2 separate regions of the Rattus norvegicus genome follow, and region 2 is linked to region 1. A link is a contact called in public Hi-C data. All regions are on one chromosome and are shown on one strand. Each heading gives the region's core, a stretch centred on a gene start, on an enhancer-like site or on the middle of the called end of the contact. The rest is flanking DNA. Distances are from core to core; before and after follow the strand shown. Region 1 overlaps Rora (RAR-related orphan receptor A). Region 2 overlaps Rora (RAR-related orphan receptor A).

What was found. Hi-C and Micro-C count contacts between places; a contact is called where the count stands out from the background.
Region 2: a Hi-C map of liver shows a contact between it and region 1, with 4 times the contacts expected there. The contact joins two enhancer-like sites. A contact is called at or near these places in 2 of 12 Hi-C or Micro-C datasets (kidney and liver).

What each region holds. Positions count from the first base shown.
Region 1 is chr8:78,338,126-78,344,117 of GRCr8, reverse strand. The region is part of intron 1 of Rora (RAR-related orphan receptor A); the gene reads right to left. It overlaps LOC120094342 (a long non-coding RNA gene), which reads right to left. Exons shown (of 2, transcript XR_005488663.2): 1 at 1-5,992. Among named protein-coding and RNA genes, the nearest start is that of Rora, 160 kb to the right of the region's middle. Within about 2 kb of position 2,102, at least 4 of the 93 cell types and tissues checked have an H3K27ac peak or open chromatin away from gene starts, as enhancers often do. A contact at or near this core is called in liver, where this site is marked.
Region 2 is chr8:78,467,430-78,472,876 of GRCr8, reverse strand. All of the region lies in intron 1 of Rora (RAR-related orphan receptor A), which reads right to left. Among named protein-coding and RNA genes, the nearest start is that of Rora, 290 kb to the right of the region's middle. Within about 2 kb of position 2,831, at least 41 of the 93 cell types and tissues checked have an H3K27ac peak or open chromatin away from gene starts, as enhancers often do. A contact at or near this core is called in liver, where this site is marked.

The sequences.
Region 1 (5,992 bases), core at 853-3,352:
CCTTTTTGACCAAATCAATGCCTTAGTCAAAGCAGTGTGCAAAGTGCCCGAGGTGACGTATAGGCACATCTACTGGGTTGTCTCTGTAAGCCTGGGTGTGCTCATCTCCAAACGCAATTTCAATTATTTTGTCCATAGGCTGGCTCTCTCTCTCTCTCTCTCTCTCTCTCTCTCTCTCTCTCTCTCTCTCTCCCCCCCTACCCCCTCAGCCTGTGTGTGTGTGTGTGTGTGTGTTCAGCATACTATGCCCACTTTTAGAAAGATCCCATGTTTTCACCACCTAAATCATTACATAAACGTTATTACTTTGGTCCACCCCTAACGAAGACTAAAGGTCTACCCTGTTTATAGAACACTGCTTATGGGGACCACTGTTCCCTGCCTCTAAGACAGTCTCCACCCAGTGGAGACTGATAGCATTTACCGTTTCTCTGACAGCATTCTCCAGCACTTGTACGTGAAGGAAGAATCGAGAAAAATTCACTATGACGATTGCCCCCCCCCCCTTTTTTCAAATTCTCTCGATGCATCTTGGATTGTTTTATGCGCTTTGACATCTTAGGCTTGACTTGAAAATCCATCCATACTTCAAGCATCTAAGTCTACAGAGGGAGGCAGAGGGGGTGGCTGTGCAGTTGTTCTATAAACATGGGCCCTCCGCTTAGTGAACATAGGACAGCAGTGGAAGACTGGGATTACTCTGCCCACAGAGTCTCAGCTACGGGGGATGCCTGCATTCACCTGAGGTAAGCAGAGCCCTGTTGTTGGCCTTTAACCCAAGACCTGCAAGTCCCCCAATAAGACAGCAAATATTGTATTAGGTACATAGATAGTTCAAGCCGTCCCTCCACAGGCAAGAAATAGAAGCAAGAACTCTTTAAAACAAGGTGAAATTTGTCTAATAGTGACGAACCACTGTAAGCAATCTGTGACCCACCTCCTTGTTTATTCAATGGTATGCCTTGAGTAATTAAAAGCTAGAGAGAGAGAGAGAGAGAGAGAGAGAGAGAGAGAGAGAGAGAGAGATATTGATCAGCCAGTTGTGAAACCAAACATTCACAGAATCCCAGCATGTTTCCAAAGGCTCAATTTGTATCTGTGCACTCTTAAAAAACAACCTAGAGGATTGCACAAGGAAGTCCAACGGTAAAAGTGTCAGCTCTTCTTCAAACTGCAGTAGCCAAGAAAATAAAACTGGGTGGAGGACCTGAGACACAGCGGAAGTAGTGGCATTCCAGGCTAGAGAAAAGCAAGAAGGGGTGTCAGGAAGAGTAACGCATTCGTTTAGCAAAGTCACAGTGAGAGAGGGCAGAGGAAAATAAAGGCAAAGGCTATAGGGTCCAGGGAAAGAGGAAGGGGTGGGTGGAAACAGCTGGAATTGTTCAGCTGTGTCAACATTCGGCTTCTTGGCAGATTGACTAGCAAAGTGTCATCTGAAACCAATTACATTCCCAAAACCCCACGGACCCAGTTCATAACATTGATTAATCCACATTGTGAAAAAGTCCCCAAGCAAAACTAGACCAGCTGTCAGCCCTTGGAGCAGAGAGAGAGAGAGAGAGAGAGAGAGAGAGAGAGAGAGAGAGAGAGAGAGAGAGAGAAAAGAGAGGAGGGAGAGAGGAGGGAGAGAGGAGGGAGAGAACAAGCATTGCTTAAGGGGGAAAGCGGAAGAAAAGAAGGGGTAAAAACGAAGAAGAAAAGCACCTCCCGAAGTATTGGGACCTTCAGAAGGTGTTGCCTTCTGAGATGAGTTGGATTTAGATAGACTCCACCCTGAGTCTTTTTTACCAGAACCGACTATAATTAGAAAAGCCAGGGTCACGTTAAAATAAACTCCAAGTCCATTCCCAAAGTCAGAACACAATGAATCCAAGTCTCTGATGCCGTGTGACCTTACATTCCCTTCTGGGAACGATATGAACATCTTAATTCTCATGTATGGTTTTGCTCTTTATTGTTTTAAATGCATGCATCTGTTCACACTGAACCAATCAAATGTAATCATATTTCATATATTTCCTTTCTCATGTATGTCCATGTGTGCACATTCCTGCATGCTCCTGTACATGTGGAGGCCAGAGGTTAGTCAGCCTTCCTTTTCCAAGACTGGACCTCTCCCTGACTTGCCTAGGCTGTACTGGCCAGATGGCAGGCTCCAGGGATCAGCTAGTGTCTTGCCTTCCAGAGCTGGGGTTATAAGTGTATGCCTCCATGCCCAGCTGGAGGTGCTGGTGACTTACCTCAGGTCCTCAGGATTGCAGTGTAAGCACTCTAGCCAGGGACCTAACTCCTATGCCCTCAAATATTCCCTTTAAAATCTTTTTATACCTTTTGTTTTATTGCACAGGGGTGGAAGTGTTCACCATGTCCTAGATTTGCAAGACCGTGACTTATGACTGAGTCAAACAAAGGATTACCACATTCATTAGACATGAAGAAGTGCTTGTGCAGGGCCCAGAAAGCACTCCCATACACGATCGTGCCTCCATGGCACCCCATGCAACTATCCTGGCCTCTACAAAAGCCTCTAATCAGAAGGTGGCAGGATGTGTGGGAAGCCCTTGGTCCTGTTGCTGAAGCAGAAGCAACTAGGACTCCAAGTATTGGGCTTTGTAAAGAAGAGTTGGTTCCATCTATGCAGCCATAGAATCCTCTAAGAGAAGGCTGTGTTTCTGTAAATTCTGACCTCAGGTCCCCACGATGAGGCTGCAGGTATCGGAGGGCTCTTCGGTTGGCTGCATGGCTTGTCTTATAGAAATACACGTGCCCATCTATCCTTCACTCAGCAAACACTTATCAAATGCAGACTCAGTATCAAGCACTGTCTCCCACCCAAGAAAAACAATGACTGTCTAGCGAATTTGTATTTCTTGTTATAAAGTTAGAACCTAGAATAGTCAGAACAATGGAGGTAATATTGCTTGTACTTCCCTTACTCACATATTCTAAGAGTCCTAGGGTTTCAAAGGTTAGAATTGTGAGTCCCATGTGGAACTCTCTGTGCGAATAGTTGCCTACGTCTATAACTCTCTAATAATGATTTTTTTTCTCCCCAAGGGAGAGTTTGAGACATGGTTTTGCTTGAGTATCTCCGACCAGTCAGCCTCACACTTAACCAACCTCCTGCATCAGCCTCTTTACCATTTGGATTATAGGTGTGTGCCACCATTACACTTTACTCTGAATCTTATAGATAAGTAACTGATGCTCACAGAAGCTCAGTGAACTACCCAGGGCCATCTAAACAGAAAATACTAAAGTCGACTCCTGACTTTGCAGCAACAGCAACAACAAAAATTCAGGGGTTTAGAGAGATAGATGGCTCAGTGGTTAAGAACACATGCTGCTCTTACAGAAGCTCCAGTGCAGCCCAGCACTACCATCCCCAGCACACACAGAGAAATAAATAAAAATAAATTTTTAAAATGCACAGATATATTATGCTTGACAGGGGCTTTCCTGAGCCTGCTGGCGAGTCTCAAAGCATGCAAAATATATTTCCTACTGGGAAATGCATTCAGAGTTAGCAAGAAACTGGATGAAATTGGACTCTAAGAATATAAGTGGTTTATGTATTTGGACTGCATTCTAGGTTTGCTCCCTCTACTGTAAATGCCCCATAACTAATCTAGTGGCCTCCTCTGTTGAAATGTCACCCTGTTACTGCAAATTTTATGAACTGAAATATGCCTTTGACAAATTGATCTTTTTCCTTCTACATACTTTTATGTCCACGTCTCATGGTACAGACCAATGTGACCTGTATAAGGCTATTACAGACTCACAGCACCCAAACCTTGCTTACCGCTGGTAGGGTTCAGCCCAGGATTTGAAAAGGGAAAGAGACAAAACACAACCCACAGTTCACTGTATAGGCCAAGACATACAGGCTGGTTTTTCTTTCAGAGTCAGGATTAGGAATTGGAAGATGAAAGCTAATAATAAAAAAGTTACTCTGTAAGTAATGTAGACTTCCCCAAGTAGCAGTAACATCTTCAGTTCTTTAGTGTAAACTCTATGCTGAGTATTGAAAGATATTGCTGGGGGAGGGGAGGGGAGGGGAGCACGAGAGGATGTTGAGATGAGAATCTGAGGGGAGACTGGAGTAACTGCGAGACACAACAGCTGGGGGCTGGGAGGATGGCTTGGTGGTTAGAGCACTTGGCACACAAGTGTTGACAACTGGAGTTCAAATTCCCAGAAACCCATTTGTGTGGTGGTTTGCCTGTAAACCTCAGAAGACCAAGGCAGGGGATTCCCAGAAAAAAATATACTTGCTATCAAGATTAGCTAGGATAACTCTGGGTTTGACGGAGCACCCCTGTCTCAGTGAAGAAGGTGGAAAGGTGGAAGGGTGATGGAGGAAGATATTTGGTATCAACCCTGAGTATCCACATGCATGCACATGCACATGCATGCACATACATGTGTATGCTTACAAAAAGCAAGTACAGATACACACACACACACTCACACACAGGCACACACGCACACAAGCATGCACACACACACACACCACAATGGCAAAAGAAAACGACTAAGGACTCCAGATGAACTCACTAATTCTTTCTTCTAGTTCTTCTCACCCTGGAGGATATTTATAATTATTGTTTTTTAAATGCTCGTGATGTCACAGATAAAGAACACCAATTGCTCCCAACAGAACTCTTAACTACAGTATGTGTTAAGAAGAGCAAATTACTGTTTATATACATGGACAGGATTGTAAACGAAGGCAAGAGCATTACAAATTAGAATGGGCTGAAAGCAAGCCAAGGCATCGCCATTTCTTTCTTTGCACCCAACGACTCTCGTCACCTGCACCAGCCCCCTCCTGCCAATCCCTCCGTAGACACTGGCACTGGTAGGCCTTTAAGGACAATAGTGAGTTGATGGGTATTTTTGTGATTTTAGGATGTGATATAATTAGATCAATGTGGGCAAAGTTGTCTCCATTCTTCTTATCCAAGCTACTCTGAGTCACCAGGGGTGCAGAGGTTACAAGTGTGAGCTCTGAATAGAGACTACATTTGTGCCAACAACTCTGCATGTCTAGGACTTTAATAGCCTGAGTTCTATATTCTACAGAGAAAAGCAAAACTCAACAGAAACGAAGTTCTGTGTAAATTGGAATCGCTCTCTGTTCACTTCTTTTTAACAAAATGAGGATGCATTGAGTTGCTTTTTAAATTGATAAACATTTCCTTTTATTTTGTCAAGTCCAACTTATCCACAGGAAAAAATATTGGGTGTGCACTGGGGGCTGAGACTCATGCATAGAGGCACCTATGACCTTGCCAAGAACAAGGGACACAGTGTGAGCTCTACTTCATCAGTTGTGGTAATGTTTGAGGATTGGGTCCAATCCAGAACAGTCTGTAAGTCTTAATGTTATTAAGTGTTTAGTTTCTCCAATCCACCACCATTTTAAAAGGCAATTCCAGGGACTGAGGTCTGAACAGACCCAATACAGTTTGGTAACAAGAGGACTTTATATGGAAATCCTCTCCTATTTGCTTTTGGCCACCAGCAAACCCACACATCCTCAAAAGGACTTCATAAAGAACAGGAAGTACATGGGTTCTCTGACATGAAAATGGCCAAGGTGGCTCACTTGCTCTGGTGTTAGAAACTGTTCAGGTGGTTTCTTGAGAGTCATAAACCAAAAGTTATAGTTTGGTTGTGAGGCGAGCTGGGAAGGCAGATTGCAGATGTGGCCCTGGTGAAACCAAACGTCTTCCCTGTTCCATTTTTATTACACACCGAAGTGTACCATGAGGTGTGCGATCATGAAGGAGAAGGAGCTTGAAAGTGTGGCTTCCTCTGGTGGCGGTGACATTGAAGGGTGTGTAGTCCCACTTCCCCACAACACCATCTGGCACTGCTCAGTGGCTCCAATTATCAAATGGCATGAACTGCCTGGGAAAAGAATGGCTGCTTACGCTGTGATTCTGTGACCTATTTCAACCAAAGGGGATGGGTCCAATGATTT
Region 2 (5,447 bases), core at 1,582-4,081, 130 kb before region 1:
AAATGTCTCCTCTGATAAGTCTCCAGGACTGTGAACCAGAGCTACAGCAAAATTCACTTAGTGGCCAGTCCTGCTTTCCCCAAAGCTCCAGAGAGTTGTTTGTCTGTCTGTTTTGAAATAGTTTCATGTAGCCCAGGCTAGCCTCCAGCTCGATATGTATTGAGGATGCCCTTGAGCTCTTGATCCTACTTCTACCTGCCAGGTGCTGGGAACAGGCATATGATGACATTCTACCCAGTGTATTCGACCTTGTGCTTTGTGAATGCAAGACAACCCCACTGGAGAGTTTTGATGCTTTCTCTGTCATGCAACTTTTCATTTGAACATTTCCTTCCTTACCCATTGGCTTCCTCCCACCTCTCACAGTCATGGACTTGTAGACACTGACTTCCTAGCTCTTCCTTTGTTTCTGCTGCTTCCTGGAGTTGTGTCTCTGAGCAAGACTCCCACTAAGGATATCTAACAGCAACAGCTACAACTTTCACCCCCTTACTATTCCTCATCAGACTTCCTCCTAGCTCCCATAGAAATGCTGTTTGTACCTCTTGTCGTGGAGAAAGCATCCAGTCCTATTCTTAAAGAGGCGATGTCCTCCCTTACTCTGCTATGGTCTAGGCTCTGGGTGATTTAGATGAATCGCTCACTCCTCCCTTTGAGCACTGTCCCCTCTCTTGTACTTTTTCCATCCCCCATTACTTAAGACACCCTTTCTCTGTCTCCTGAGATTCTGCTGTCCCACCTTCCAGGCCTGGAACACAAACCAGCCTCCTCCTCTCTCAAGAGGCATCCACACGTATGTCTTGATCTCTGACTCCACATCTGGTTGGTACTCTCCTATGGACATAGAACACTCTATCCTGAACAGTAGGCATTTGTAGGAACAATGGCGGTTGTCCTTCTGGAATGTTCCTCAGGGAAGGGCTGCTGGTAGGTAGGCATGGGGAGATAGGTTCTCCTTATTTCCCACCATTCCGGAGCATACAAATTTGTACTACCGGGCAAACGGGTGAAGTCGGAAAATCTAGACGGATGTTCTCAAATTCTCTCCAACTGTGGAGTCCCATCGCAGAGGTGGCTGCACATCAGTAATAAAAGCCAGGCCGGCAACAAGCTTTTCGGAGGCGCTGGTGTGATACATTCTGTTGGCCATGGGCTGTCTTTGGGTGGGTACAGGCAGACTCACACAAACCAGATGTGCATCTGCTTAGAAAGGACCCGGAGAGGCTGGCCTCCCCCGTTTCTCAACGTGATGAGAGGTGCCCTGGAGCCCTGCAGCTCACAGTTGTTCTGGAAAAAAAAAACCCACTTAGCACAGCCTCAGTTCTGGCTCCTTAGCATATGGATGGCAGTGGTGGGCTGTGGTACCCTGTTGGCAGTAAGCCAGGAGAGAGCTGAGGTTTGGCTTGGCTTTGCTCAGTAAGCAGCCTGGGCCTGCACTAACAAGGTCCCTGGCAGTTAACAAGGCTGTTGCCTGCCTTACACGGGAGGTACTGTCCGGAGCCTGCCTCCTACTGGACTAGTAGATGTTAAATACAGTAGAGGTCATGAGGCAGACATTGCTAAAGTTTTTCTTCTTAGTGCCCTTCAGGAGGCTAGCCAGCTACTTTCAAACTTAGCAAGGATCAGAGAGTCTCAGAGGCTTTATGCAAACACATATTGCTAGTCCAAACTCTGAAATATCTGACTTGAAATCCTTGGGCAAGGATACAGAATTTATATTTCGTTCTCAGATGATGCTGATAGGACTATTCAAAGAACTCCACTCTGTGAACCATGGTATTACGATATAAGTCTGTAGGTTTAGCCCCATTACAATGAATCCCTTGGACTGGGGAGATGGGGCAGTCAGTAAAGTGCTTGCCTTAAAATCATGAGGATTAGCCCGGCAGTGGTGGTGCTCCGGATGCAGAGACAGGCAGATCTCTGAGTTCGAGACCAGTCTGGTCTACAGAGTGAGTTCTAGGATAGCCAAGGCTACACACAGAAATCCTGTCTTGAAAAACCAAACCAAACCACAACACCGACTGCCCCCCCACACCAAAACCATAACCCACATTTAAAAGCCAAGCATGTGCTTGGATTGCCTGTAATCTTAGCACTGGAGAGTCCAAGAGTGGGATCTCTGGGGCCTGCTGGTTAGCAAGTATAGCCTAGTAGAGAAAGTCCAGGCTAGGGAGGTACTCTGGCTCAAAAAATAAGGCCTGTTTCCAGACTAATTTGAATACACACACACACACACACACACACACACACACACACACACACACACACACACTCAGTTCCCTGCTTTGCTACAGAAACTATCTTTCTTTCTACGCTGCTGGCTGCACTGACCATTTCTCACCTAGAACAACAACAAAAAGAGCCCTTTAATTGCACAGCCAAGCTTGACTTGACTGAGCCCTAACTATGTGCCAGGCACTGTTCTAAATCCTTAACACATTATTAGCTCATTTAATCCACATAATTCTATGCAATAGGTACCACGATTATCCCCATTTTAGAAATAATAAATCCCACAGGGGGCCCTTAGGAAATACTTTCTGAATGAATGAAGGCAGGCAGGATCGGGAAACATTTATACCATGTGCTACGGGAAGCTTGTTTCCACGCCAAGGGAAGCCATCAGAAAGTGAAGAACTGGCTTGTCAACCAGTTGTTTGTTCCTGTACGACACCAAATAACCCATGTGCCTGCCATTGGCCGCCTGCTCTGGCTCTGCGTAGACATCTCCTCACTGGGAGGGAAGCCAGAGTTAATCTCTCACAAAGGGTGGTTTAATAATAACCAGACACTGGAGGCAAACAGAAAGGAACACAGTGATCCCACGCAACCCCAGGAAAAACGGGCTATTCGGGCTCACAGTGTGTGCACTGCCAACTGGGGAGGGCCCCTGGGGCTGCCTGAGGTTTCTTAATTTTTATTCTAAAAATAGCCCAAGCAGGTGTCCCTCCTGGTTATCCCCAAATGCACCAGTGCAAGCCTCTACTGACGCCTCTCACTCTCAAACAACACTAACGCTCCCATTGGAATGGAAACCAGGTCATCTCTGGAAGACTATAAATGGACAGCCCCTCTCTGTCTATTACTTATTAATGTTTCCCCGCCTTTTGCGCAACCAGCCTTGAGGCCCAAACAGAGAAATACCCCCTACATAAAGTTACCAGTATGGATAAATAAAACATCAGACTCAAACTGGTAGCTTTATCCTCCCCTGCTGGAGCAGGGTAGGCTGTGCTGCTAGATGCTACACACAGCTATCCTCAAAGCGCAGCCCTTGGAGAATGAAGGGATGCACTCTTCCCAGAAGTTACTCATCTTTGCCTCTGTGGAAGATTGCTCTTGTCTGCGATGGATGGCAAGAGGTGATCACAGAGTGATTCTTAACCCGAGTCCCTTGGAGTTGGGCAAAGCAAGGTTGGCATTGCTGATGAAGAGCCTCCCCATACAATATGCATGCTCTGTGGCTACTGGGCCTCAAGAGTCACCATGGAAATACCAGCCGCAGAGAAATGTGTGTGAGAGAAGAATCAGAGTCCCTCTGTAAAGTTCCACAGAGATGTAATTATGCAGGATCCAAGCCTATCTGATGTAGCTACTCTGGCATTCATCACTCCAGGGAGCCCCTCTGGGTCAAGGGGAGAGCCATGCCCAAAGCTGTATCATTCCCTCCACCTCCTCCTGGCTGCTTACAAACAGTTCTTGCTTCATTGGAACAAAGTCTCAGAACAAGGTCTCAGCCTGGTGTGAGGCAACGTGGGGGGCTGTTCTGATGGAGAGACCTGGTGTCATTCTTGGCACCAAGGTGTGTCTCTCTGTAACTCACCAGGATGATGGAGAGAGAGAGAGAGAGAGAGAGAGAGAGAGAGAGAGAGAGAGAGAGAGAGAGAGAGAGAGAGAGAGAGAGAAAGAGAGAGAGAGAGAGAGCCCACACATCTCTCAGGTCTTCTTCCTCATTGAAAAGCTGGTCCTCTCTTTTGCCCACAGTGGAGAAGCCTAGTCTGGTAATCTGTCTGTAATGGTCTCAGTCTGTGCAGAAGAGCATTCGCAGTGCAGAAGACAGCACCCCGACTGCTGTGGATGGAAGGGAAACTGGTGCTCAGAGGTGTGAGTATGTAAAGGCTTGGGCTCCGGCGGGTGGCACTGCTTGGGGAGGTGGTATAGCCTTGCTGGAGGAAGTCCATTGTCAGAGGTGGGCTTCGAGGAGTTCCTATCCCCACGCCCCATGCACACCTCCAGTTCAATTTCTTCGATTCGAGTTTGCAGTCAAAGATGTGATCTCTCAACTTCCTTCTTCAGTTGCTGCTGCCAGGCGCCCCTGCCATTATGAACCCCCCTTTTGGAATGGTAAACTGAGATAAACTCTTTGTCAAAGTGATGGAAAATTAATCCACTCCAATCAGTCCCCACTGGAAACTATGTAGGGTGCCCCACCAGGTCTCTTCTACTTCAGCAAGGGGCACTGCCTGGGTCCTTGTCTTAAAAGTCATCTGTTTCTTGTGCAAAGAATTAAATGCCTCCAAAAAAGATAAGAATAAAGAATGAATGCCTCTTATGTTAGTAAAGATAATCGATAATCAATAATGGTGAAATATGCAAGACGGGCATTTTGGTGGAGCGGGAGACAATGCTAAAAACTCCAGATGCCAAGAATCACACATCTGAAACCAACCAAATGACGTCATGTCCACACATAGAAAGTATTTCCACCATAAGCTTTGGCTCTTGCAGGGGAGTTGTTTTTTTGGGGGGGGCGGATTGCAAGTATTTACTGACTGTGGGCCAGGCACCCTATAGAATGCTCAGTCTAGACTGCCTTAGTTTGTCCTAATTGCTTTATGAAGAATATTTCATTAGGACAGACCCATAGAAACTGAGGCACATAGCTGCCAAGTGGCAAAACTGGAATCTGAACTCAGGAATACCCAGACTGCCCCTCCTCCACCACTTGACCTTTTGCTGAGTCTACTGCTGTCCAGATAGCCAGTGTAGGAATTTGATTTTTTTTTCCCCCTAGAAGTCAGCACAGCACTGAATCATGGCTATCACTGAAGAGTTATCTTTCTCTGAGCAATCATTATTGTTCGTCTCATAAGGCCCTAATCTTGGCATGAAAGCCTTCATCCTCATTTGATTGAAAGGTGTGGTTTGTTCCTTAGAATACACCCTTGGAAATGACTCCTCCAACTGTCTAAACTTCCACTTGGGTTATTCTAACACAACAGTGTCTGGCAGAAGGTGCAACTGGAAGAGGTCTGAACCAGATCACGTGGCCTAAAGCTGCAGGGCCAACCCACACTATCATGTGCAGGACTTTGAGAGAATGAAGTGGCCACTCAAATTATCCCGGATGCCGTCAGTAAAGCAGGGAGGTTGATGTTTATACTAACATGACACAAAGTATCGTGCTTTGGGGGTTCATGGTACGGACCAAGCAAGATAATGTA